Linked DNA regions of Ovis aries: all the other regions are linked to region 2. The links are chromatin contacts, called in public Hi-C maps. All regions are on one chromosome and are shown on one strand. The core of a region is the stretch at or near the end of the contact, and the rest is flanking DNA. Distances in the headings are between cores, read along the strand shown.

Region 1 (3,499 bases), core at 694-3,193, 320 kb before region 2:
AAAAAAGTGCCAGAAAATCAGGCTTTCAGGCCTTTTCTACCTTTAATGTGAAAATGAGTATTCATGTGGGATGGCTTTAGACTACCTATTGGAAAATGCATATCAAGTAACAGATGTATAATTTATGGAACTGATTGCTTTAAGCAAAGAAGCTTAAAAATGAGTTTTGCAAGCAACTCAAGTTGTTCTCATGAGGCAAATGTATGCTAATTACTTAGAAGTGAAACCTGCCTTTGAAATATACGCAAAAAGGAAAAGAAACTTGAAGAAATGATTAAGCAAATGTTCCATCACTCTCAGAAGCATTTTCTAGACTCCTTCTATGGGAAGAGGTCAGGTGGCGGTATATACTCTTGAAAACTTCATTAGATAACGAGCCTTGAACAGATGAGTTTCTCTCAGGGAACTGTACATGGATATTCCCCAGGTACTGATTCAGGATTTCCAAGCTTTCTGGCTGGATGGATTAATGGATGTATCAACTGGAGCTAAGGAATGTTCTTTTAGCCAGACTCAAGATGTAAAGCAGACAAGGGCCTATTTCATTTACAAAATTGAATCAAAGACTCAAGGACAAAAGTCCAACAATGTAGATGACTAACGTAAAATTATCACTGTTAGAGTTACATTATAACTAGAAGCACTGGATTTTAAAAGCCAAGTCATATGTTGTCAATGGCCTGAGATCTGCAAAAAAAAAAAAAAAAATTCTCCCACAAAGGCCCATACAATAAATGTTTTGAAGTGGAATCTGAGACCTGGTAGCACAAAAGTGCCTTAAAGATCCCTAACTGGCATGGGGAGCACTAGGGGACAGGGGCAGTCTCTAAAGTAGACAGAGCTCTTCAAACACATGCAGGAACTGGTGCTTTGAAAAAGCAAACCACCAAAAAGAATACAGGTAAATGTCATAGCAAATCAAATTAAACATCACTAGCATCTTATTTCCTGGTTTTGGTTTTATTTTGTTCTGTTTTGTTACTATTCATTTTAATGCCTTCTTTGGAAGAGATAAGTTTCCCCTAATTTAAAAGGAAAAAGGAATGGCCATTTAGAGTATAATGGATAATATACAGTAGAATCTTATGTAAACAAATTATCTACTAGCTACAAGCTGCTGCAATTTTCATGAATTTTAAAAATGAAAATTGAGAAAAAAAGTCACAGAAAGTCAGAAAATAGGTAAAGTTAAATCATATATTTATAGAGATACATATATAAGTGGTAAAATTATAAAGAATAGTAACATAATTGCTAACATAAAATGCAGAATTATTGTTTCATGGAAGGGGCAATAGAGAGAGGGAGATGTGATCAAGAGACCCTATATAGGTAGAGGGATCACAAATATAGATAGTATTTTATTACTATTTATGTTGGTGATGTATGCATGAGTATTCATTTTATTATTATTCTTTAAACAGCATAAATATTATCATATACTCCTATAAATGCATAATTGACAATTTTGTGTTTTTCAAAATAGATGGGTCAGTTTTTTACAATTTCATTTCTTTTCTTGAAATCCTAACGCTCCTATCTTCTGAAGGTAACCTTCACCCAGAGAAATCTGTGAAGAAACTCAGGACACAGTGTTTACAGACTCATAGACAATGTAGTCATAGAGCAAAAATAAACAAATTAAAAATCAGAAGAAAAAATCCCTGGTTGGATGAATTTTAGAAGTTGGCCTCCCTTTATACTTTCTGCCTTGGTTTGACACTTAAGACCTTTACCAGTGGAACCCAATCTTCCAAGAGTATTTCCTAGAAATTCCCTCCCTGGGAAGCCTCTTTCCTTGTTAAGTATGATTCCCTGGGCAAGACTTCACCATTCCCTGGCAAAGCATAAAGCCCTTTTCCACCCTTGTGCTTTGACTATCTCATGCCAGTTACCTGTATTTCCCATCCTCTTGATGACTGACCATCATAGTTTGACCTCTTCTGGGAAACCACTGTGATAACCTCATAACCTCAGTCTGCAGCACTCTGGCCTTTTCCTGAACTCTTGAACAGCTGCCTATTTAATTCTGTGAGTAGTTAATCTTGTGGGCTTTGTAACACCAGAATTTTCATCAACCAGATTTATCTTCCTCTTTGGCACAGAGCTGGTCTGTATTTCCTGTCCTCCCTTGCAGCTAGCTGCAGCCGTGTGACTGAGTTCTGCCCAAAGCAGTGCAGATACCGGTGCATCATTCTTCTCCAGCCCTGTTCTAGCACCTCCCACAAAATCCTCCATGCCCTCTTTCTCCTCATCTGTGGTTGTTCCAGGAACCCAGCAAAGCACTTTAAAGCTCTAGGGATCTGCAGACACTATCAGGAGTCAGCCAACTTTTTCTCTGAAGGTCAGATAATAAGTATATTAGGGTTTTGAGGATACATAATGTAAAAACCTTTCTTAGCTTCTAGAATTAGGCTGGATTTGAGTTGGGGGCTGTAGTTTGTCGACCCCATCACAGATGAAAAGATCTTGGATTTCAGAATGTCTATGTAAAGCACAGCCCTCTTCCTCCCTGCTCCCACCTCTCTCATGTCTGCAACTGACCTACTTGGACTATGAAGGGAGCAATACTTTTTACTGTGTTTCGTTTTCTCTGAACTACAGCAATGAGATTTTCCATGGTCAGATACAACAAAGAGATAACTATTTGGGGAATTTGGACGAAGTAGAGTTCCAGTTTCAAGAAACTGGGGTCTGTTCACCCCAATTAGTCTTCTTTGCTAAAATGTTGATTCTAGAAATATTTAGTTTGTTACTTGCTTTTCTCTGGTTATTGTCTAGGAAACCATTGTTATCAAACAAATCTGCCTAGGCCAGAGCAGCCTGATTTAAAATCATTGCTTTAAAATCCAGCAGAAGAAATCTCAAGTTGGAGGAAAATCAAGAAGACAATGTGGAAGAGTAAACAAAGGAAGAAGATGTGCGCTTCACCACAGAAATTAAATCTGCAAAGCATATGGAAACCTCAGGTGCATCTGACTCACAATATTAATGTTTTCCCTAAGATCTACAATCTTCCTCCCTCTCTTCTCCACTTTTCTGAAATAACCCACATCTGTGAAGCTTCTTCAGTTTTCATTTTCTCAGTCCCTGCTGATACACAGAATTCACTAGTATCTACATGCCTGGGCAGTCTTTGGTAGTAAGTCAGAGTGAGGTAGTGAAAGATTTGGAACAAAAACTCCCCACTGCAGCCTGGTTTGCTCAAACAGCCTGCCAAGATGGTGTGGTTCTCATGTGAAGAAAGTGCTCCTTCACCTGTATCAGCAAGTTGTTCTCCCTAAGACAGCAAATTGCATTTGTTTTGACCTTGAGTAAGTTGCTGTTTCCCTAGGCTGACATTTGTTCTGTTCCTTGAAGCTGCAAACCACTTCAAGGGCATGTTTTTCTTTCTGCACATGCTGTCTTCACTTACTTACTGATGTGCAAGACTTGAGAGGCACAAAAGGAACATGAACACAAGCAAAAAGCCAAGAGACTCATACCTGTTCTTGCATTT
Region 2 (3,618 bases), core at 945-3,444:
GGGGGCCCCCCCCCCCAAGGAATAAATTGGCATATATTTTATTCATAAACCATTATTTTACCCACAGAAAAAGTAGAACTCCTATCTCAATGAAGCTCACATAATTTTTCAACACATTTATAAATTAAAGTAGCGAAAGACAGAAAACATGACCTTCATAGTTTAAACTTTACGTGCCCTGTGGGTTTTGTGCTTGAAATGGTTTGTGATGGTCCCTATATAGCACCTAAAGCTTGCACAAGAATTTCCCTGCCTTGTCTTCCCTGTGAATTCTTGACATGGAGCATGTTTTGTTTTGTTTTCCTCTTCCTGCAACAGAGCGGACCCAGCGACCTGCGGCACTTTGATCCTGAATTCACCGAAGAGCCGGTCCCAAACTCCATCGGCCGGTCCCCGGACAGCCTCCTCCTCACAGCCAGCGTCAAGGAAGCGGCTGAGGCCTTCCTGGGCTTTTCCTATGCACCTCCCATGGACTCTTTCCTCTGAACGGTCTTAGGGTTGGTTGCAAAGGATTTTTTTAGTTAACCTTTTGGCAGAGCTGCCAGCTGACAGGACATCGTAAAAGAGAATTTGCACATCCCTGGAAGCTTGCACATCTTGGCAGTCTTATTGCACAGTTTGCTGGAAGCTTTTCGAAGAGCACATCCTCCTCAGTGAGCTTGTGAGATTTTCCTCTTTATTCTTCCTTCCAATGTGGTGCTATCTCTGAAATGAGCAGCAGAGGGCCGCCCGAGACAGATGCAGTGGTCTCATTGGCAGGCGGCCGCTGGTCTGAGAAGGAGCTTCTGGAGGTCTGTCCGGGCCACGATAACGAATCTTATGAAATGTGCCTTTTCTGATGAGATCGTGTTAGCTCCAAAGCTTTTCCTGTTGCTGAGTGTTCTCGTTCTCTGTTTCTCCCTGTGGACTCCCTGTGTGATCCGCCGTGTGAGTGTGGTATGCTTGCTCACAGAAGGACTCAGTTATATGCATCAATGTGACGCTTGCAGGACACTACAATGTGGGACATTGTTTGTTTCTTCCATATTTGGAAGATAAATTTATGTGTAGACTGTTTTTTTGTAAGATATAGTTAATAACTAAAATTTATTGAAAATGGTCTTGCAATGACTTGTATCCAGATGCTTAAAGAAAGCATTGCTGCTACAAATATTTCTATTTTTAGAAAGGGTTTTTATGGACCAATGCCCCAGTTGTCAGTCAGAGCCTGGTGTTTTCATTGTTTAAAATGTCACCTATAAAATGGGCATTATTTATGTTGTGGTTTTTTTTTTTTTTTTGCATTCCTGATAATTGTATGTATTGTATAAAGAAAGTCTGTACATTGGGTTATAACACTAGTATATTTAAACTTACAGGCTTATTTGTAATGTAAACCACCATTTTAATGTACTGTAATTAACATGGTTATAATATGTACAATTCTTTCTCCCCTCCCTACCACACACCTTTTTGTGTGTGTGATAAACCAACTTTGGTTTGCAATAAAACCTTGAAAAATATTTACAGAAATTGTGTCATGTGCGTTATTTTATATACTTCAGTTAAGGGAACAATAGTAGATCCACTTAAAATCAAAAACCATGGTAATGCTGCTGTGATTGACAGTGGCTTGCTCCTCCAGAAGCATCAATCTCTGACTCCAGAAGAGAATCAGTCAAGTCACTTCAGTCGTGTTCAACTCTGTGCGACCCCATAGATGGCAGCCCACCAGGCTCCCCTGTCCCTGGGATTCTCCAGGCAAGAACACGAGTGGGTTGCCATTTCCTTCTCCAATGCATGAAAGTGAAAAGTGAAAGTGAAGTCGCTCAGTCTTGTCCGACTCTTAGCGACCCCACGGACTGCAGCCTACCAGGCTCCTCCGTCCATGGGATTTTCAATAGGGCAGTCTTAAAGTCTTTTTTTTTTTTTTTCAGGCCACACTGTGCGGTTTGCAGAATCTTAGTTCCCTAACTAGGGATTAAACCTGTGCCCCTGGCAGTAGAAGCTCTTGAGTCCTAACCACCGGACCACCAGAGAATTCCCTAAAGCCAATTTCTATCTGAGGGCTTTACCAGCATTCTGTGATGTCAGTCATTATCCACAAATCCATCCGAACAAATCCTTGTCCATTTAACTGCCTCAAGGACAGTCATGAAGTAATGTTCCCTATGTTTATTGCCTGCCCTGTGAAGTTGGCTGTTTGTCTCGACCTTTGTCTTGTCTGAAGTAACAGGTAATTCTTTAACAAATACTTGAGTGCCTTCACTGGGCCAACTATTCCAAGTACTGAAGATAAAGCAAGAGCAAAGCTGACGCATCTCTGCCCTTACAGAGCTTGCTGGGAAGGGCAGACTTGGTCAATAAAGCAGTTTGTTGAAATGGAAATCAAGATAATAGTCTGCAAGTCTAGGAGAATGCCACTAAAGAGGATGAGGATAAGTGGTTCTGTTCCCAAAATGCTGAGCCGGCAGGACTCCTGGTTCCTGAGAGTAACCAGAGCCGAACTGAGTCCAGTGTCAGCTCCGAGAAGGAGCCTGAAGGGACACATCCCTGACTTGGATCAGAAGCCTCTGGAGCTGGTATGCACCCGGCACTGCCTGGGCCCACCTGTATTCAGCCCACTGGAACAGTTCCTGTGGGAGAAGGGAGAAGAGCACTGCAGGAGAGCATCATCTTGTACACAAGCTGTTTGGACTTTTTCTCTTTTCTAGGCCTTCCAGAAATTCCTCGCATACACGGGATCCTCCAATAGTTGGTCTTGCGGCTGTAGGCCTACTGCACACGCTTTATCTTGACCTCTCAGTTTGCACAGGGATTTCTCTGGGGACAGTTGTTTTCCCTTTTATCATGGCTCTTCTATCTTGCTAAAGGGTAGCCCCTGATCAAGCTCTGCATCTGAGTTACGGCTCTTCCGTCCAGACACTAGCTGCATTTTAAACCCCTTACCTACCGCAAATGCCAAAGTCAACCACATGCTTGCTAAGTCACTTCAGTTATGTCCAACTCTGTGACCCCATGGACTGTAGCCCATCAGGCTCCTCTGTCCATGGGGATGCTCCAGGCAAGAACACTGGAGTGGATTGCCCTCCTCCAGGAGATCTTCCTCATCCAGGAATCAAACTTGTGACTCCTGTCTCCTGCATTGACAGGTGGATTCTTTATTACTAGCGCCACCTGGGAAGCTCAAAAGTCAACTATAATGATAAAGAAAATCTAAAAAGTCCTAGTAAAGATTGATCCTAGGCCTGACAGAAAGGCTTTCTGTGTATCTTCCCCTCATTCTCTTGATGAATAACAGTTAAGAGCGCCTCGATGAAAAATAAGTACTTAAAACATTTTTATCTTAACATGAGTCTTTCAGCTGGCATTCTCCCATCTAATTAGACATAACTCAGAGGAGCTCATCATGGATTACAAAGCTTTTTAATCTTTTGAGGGTAGAAATGTGGCTTCTGGCTTCAGTCAGTTGCTATGTAAGATCTGATATACATGGCTGGAGAGCAGATAAAGCCAGATGAGACCCGAGTGTTGTCACACAAACAGGAGGAGATTAGATCAAACACAACTGGGTGGGAAGGGAACAGGGCCAGAACAGGGAAGTCCAGAAAGAACAAAGGATCAATATATTAAAAAAAA
Region 3 (3,860 bases), core at 479-2,978, 410 kb before region 2:
CTGGATCTGTAATCAGCTGGAGGCCTTGTGGAAACTGCCCTGAGGCCCAGAGTTCTGGAGGTTTTCTTCCACTGTTGCTCTGGAAGTGACCCAGTCTTGCCAGCATGACAGTGGTTCCAGGGCTCCAAATTTGCCCTTGCTCATTTCCTCCATCTGTCAAAGGAAAGTCACACTTATTGCTTATTTCCAGTATAAGACTATAGAGAAAAATCAATAAGTTAAAAAAAAAAGTAAAAAGGCTATAGAGAAAATAACCAGAAAGTATCATAAGCTCAGCAATGAAAAGCATCATTGCTAGTCATACTAAGCAATGAGCCCTGACTTGGTGCCTAGGATTCTCTTCTAAATGAGGTATCAAAATAAAAATGGTTAGGGTCATATAAGTAGAATCTAAAATATGGCAGAAGTGGAACTGTTTACAAAACAGAAACAGTCGCAGACATAGAGCTCAGACTTGCGGTTGCCCAGGCAGAGAGGGAGGGAAAGGAGTGGACTGGGAATTTGGGGTTGACTGAAGCGACTTAGCAGCAGCAGCAGCAGATGCCAACTATTACATGTAGAACAGATAAACAACAAGGTTTTACTGTACAGCATAGGGAACTATATCCCATCTCCTGGGATAAGCCATAATGAAAAAAATATGAAAAAAGGACATATAAATGTGTATAACTGAGCAGTTTTGCTGTACAGCAGAGATTGGCATGGCATTGTAAATCAATTATATTTTAATTTTTTAAAAAATGGTTAGAGTCTTGGAGGGTGAGTCAGTATGTGAGGCAAATGGTAAAATGGGAGATTTGAAAATAATGCTTACCCTTTCTACAATTAGAGGAGTTTGTGGAAAGAGAAAAGTTCCTGCAAGCTTGTTTTGGCATTTAATCACACGAGCATACAACTACTCCTGGGTGAAACAGACAGAAGAGAAATTTGACCCAATTCAGCCCATCCTCTCCATATCTTTTTCTCTCTCCCTCCTCTGGGTAATTGAAACTGTGCTCCAGAATAAACCTGGCTATGGCTTATTTAGAAAACCTAAAGAAGAGTTGTTGAGTTTCAGAATGTTGAGTTTTCAATTCCAAATTTCACTTATTCATATAAAAATAATATTTTGTGCACCTACTTTGCATATGAAAATTGAAATGCAGACAGAAGACCTCAGGAGGCTTCCATTTTAGCAGATGACACATTCATTAAACAACAGTTTCTGGGATTAATTATTTGATTACAATCACAATGAATGCCTTGAAGGAGAAGCCCCAAGTGGTGTGAGAAGATTTAATGGAGTCTTGATTTAGTCATCCGCCCAAAGAGTCCTGTCAGATGAAACCTGAAAGGAGGGGAGGGTTCAGTGGGTGAAGGGCGTTAGGGAGATTTTTAGGCATAGGAAGCAGCGGATGTTGATGCGTTAAGGTAGGAGGAACCTGGCAGAGTCAATAGAAGAAGCAAAGGTCAGGGCTGCCACCCCAGCAGTTTCCCCAATGAGAGGCTAAGAGAGCAACAAAGGCCAGAATCCAGAGTGCCTTCTGTTCTCTCCAGGAGGGCTTGCTGTAAATAATTGAGTGTTCCTCTCCATTCATTTACTTGATACTTAGGTTTCTAGCACCCATCGCTTATGTTAAGCCCTCAAATGTAGCTTTTCCAAACACCATGAACAGATGAACAAATCCCTCTCCTGTCTGGAGGATCCCTGAGCTCAGTCATCTGCTGCAGTTGCAGGCAAGGAGCACCAGGGGGCAGAAAGCATTATCCTTTTTTCGCTTCGGTAGCCCACATCATGGTGAAAATGCACACCAATTTTGACCCAAAGTGTTGAATGAAGAGTTAGAATTAACAAATGTGGCACCTGCCAGGATCTGAGTTCATGGCCACTCTAATCTTGGCTGAGCATCACAAGAATAAGTAGGCAAAATTATTAGTAAGCTTATAGAGTATGATTTAATTTGCTCAGAATTAAGCCAGGAGGCTTCACTAGCATGCCATAATGAAGCTGAGGCAGTCACATGATGGTGGTACAGAAACAAAGCAGCAAAGGCTCAGGGAAGGGACTTTTCAAAACTTGGTACCAGGAAGCACAAAAGTCAGTTTTCAGCTCTCTTCCAAGACTGCTTCTACATCAGAATGAGGGCTAGGAGGAGAGTTTAAGAGAGATGTTGTTGCTTAGATGCTAAGTCATGTCCAACTCTTTTGCAGCCCCTTGGACTATAGCCCACCAGGTTCCTCTGTCCATGGGTTTTGCAAGCAAGAATACTGGAGTGGGTTGCCATTTCCTCCTCCAGGGGATCTTCCCGACCCAGAGAGCAAACCACAACTCTTATGTCTCCTGCATTGGCAGGTGGATTCTTTACCACTGTACCACCTGGCAAGCCCTAAGAGAGATGTTCAGTTCAGTTGCTCAGTCGTGTCCGACTCTGCAACCCCATGAATCGCAGCATGCCAGGCCTCCCTGTCCATTACCAACTCCCGGAGTTCACTCAGACTTAACGTCCATCGAGTCCGTGATGCCATCCAGGCATCTCATCCTCGGTCGTCCCCTTCTCCTCCTGCCCCCAATCCCTCCCAGCATCAGAGTCGTTTCCAATGAGTCAACTCTTCGCATGAGGTGGCCAGAGTACTGGAGTTTCAGCTTTAGCATCATTCCTTCCAAAGAACACCCAGGACTGTAGAAGGTTTTAAGTATGTAATCAGGTTAATGCAATTTTAGAGCTGATTTGCTGTTAATAGGAAGTCCATACACCTTCTACTTGATGGGAGTTAGATTCACTCTTACCAGGTTTATGCTAAACTTCTGGCAGCTCTGTTTCCAACACATGATAAATAATGATACCTCTGGGGAAAACAGAGAAATAGACAAGGCTATTCATTACTACAAATTGGTCATGGACTGGGTAGCATTAGCCTCACACTGATCACGTCTTCCTGATTGCTGCAGATGGAAGTCTTATGCCAGCCACGAGTCAAACCAAATAATTAGCAGATGTCACCAATGCTAATCTGCTAGTGTTTAAAAATGGAACAAGTGAGTCAGCGAAATATTTAGGAAGGGAAGTCTGTGCCAATCATTCCATTATCAAAAGCCTTGTATGGACAATGTAGTCTGTATAATCAAGGCTTTTGAACATGATCATGGAAAAGAAAATGGAAGCCTATTGATCAAGCATAACTTTAAACACTGACTGTGTTATAAATAAAATATTATGTAGATAGTAAAAAAAATCTAAAAACAACACTTAAAACTAATCACTAGGGCAATGCCTTTCTGTTATTATTATCACCATCAGTTATTCAAAGGCAAATTGTATTGTTTATAGTGAAGCATGAGGAATTCCCTGGTGGTCCAGTGATTAGGACTTGGTGCTTTCAGTGCAGTGGCCCTGGGTTGAATCCCTGGCCTGTGAACTAAGATCTCACTAGCTACAAGTTGTGGCCCAAATAAATAAATAAAGTGAGGCATGATCTCTTCTATAGAAACCCACACTTTGATAAAGAATACTAATATGCATGGATCTAAGAAACATCCCACAAATATGTTTATACATGCAACTAAGCTAGAAAAGCCTAACACAGGTACAATTAAAATTAGAAGGAATAGTATGATTTAGAGAAAGTTCATAGGCACACTAGATATGTGATAGACATTGTCCTGGTCACTTGTTAAGCATTACTATATATATACTTCAAACCAACCCTGTAGAGTTGGGTGTACTATTATCTCCATCTTATAAGAGACAGGGAGAGGGGAGTAGTTTTCTTCACCTGTGCAAACAGTTCTCTCTGTAGTAGGCCTTTGTTGATAGATCGTGCAGTATCCATCCCCTCTTCCTATCAGCATCTCTGTTTCCTTTGGGAACTTTGCTTCTCAC

Evidence for each region. A called contact is a pair of places that touch in the nucleus more often than the background predicts.
Region 1: a contact with region 2 is called in a Hi-C map of liver, with 5 times the contacts expected there. The contact joins two enhancer-like sites. A contact is called at or near these places in 2 of 16 Hi-C or Micro-C datasets (liver and mixed tissues).
Region 3: a Hi-C map of liver shows a contact between it and region 2, with 3 times the contacts expected there. The contact joins two enhancer-like sites. A contact is called at or near these places in 12 of 16 Hi-C or Micro-C datasets (blood, hypothalamus, liver and 6 more).

The regions. Positions count from the first base shown.
Region 1 is chr8:59,888,930-59,892,428 of ARS-UI_Ramb_v3.0, reverse strand. The region is part of intron 2 of LOC132660206 (a long non-coding RNA gene); the gene reads right to left. LOC121820187 (a long non-coding RNA gene) reads left to right here. Exons shown (of 7, transcript XR_009601527.1): 2 at 2,782-2,969. Among named protein-coding and RNA genes, the nearest start is that of SGK1, 200 kb to the right of the region's middle. Within about 2 kb of position 1,943, at least 4 of the 54 cell types and tissues checked have an H3K27ac peak or open chromatin away from gene starts, as enhancers often do. A contact at or near this core is called in liver, where this site is marked.
Region 2 is chr8:59,573,912-59,577,529 of ARS-UI_Ramb_v3.0, reverse strand. SGK1 (serum/glucocorticoid regulated kinase 1) reads left to right here. Exons shown (of 14, transcript XM_042253494.2): 14 at 319-1,512. The coding sequence ends at 486. Among named protein-coding and RNA genes, the nearest start is that of SLC2A12, 84 kb to the right of the region's middle. Within about 2 kb of position 2,194, at least 9 of the 54 cell types and tissues checked have an H3K27ac peak or open chromatin away from gene starts, as enhancers often do. A contact at or near this core is called in hypothalamus and liver, where this site is marked.
Region 3 is chr8:59,981,874-59,985,733 of ARS-UI_Ramb_v3.0, reverse strand. No RefSeq gene overlaps it. Among named protein-coding and RNA genes, the nearest start is that of ALDH8A1, 290 kb to the left of the region's middle. Within about 2 kb of position 1,728, at least 9 of the 54 cell types and tissues checked have an H3K27ac peak or open chromatin away from gene starts, as enhancers often do. A contact at or near this core is called in hypothalamus and liver, where this site is marked.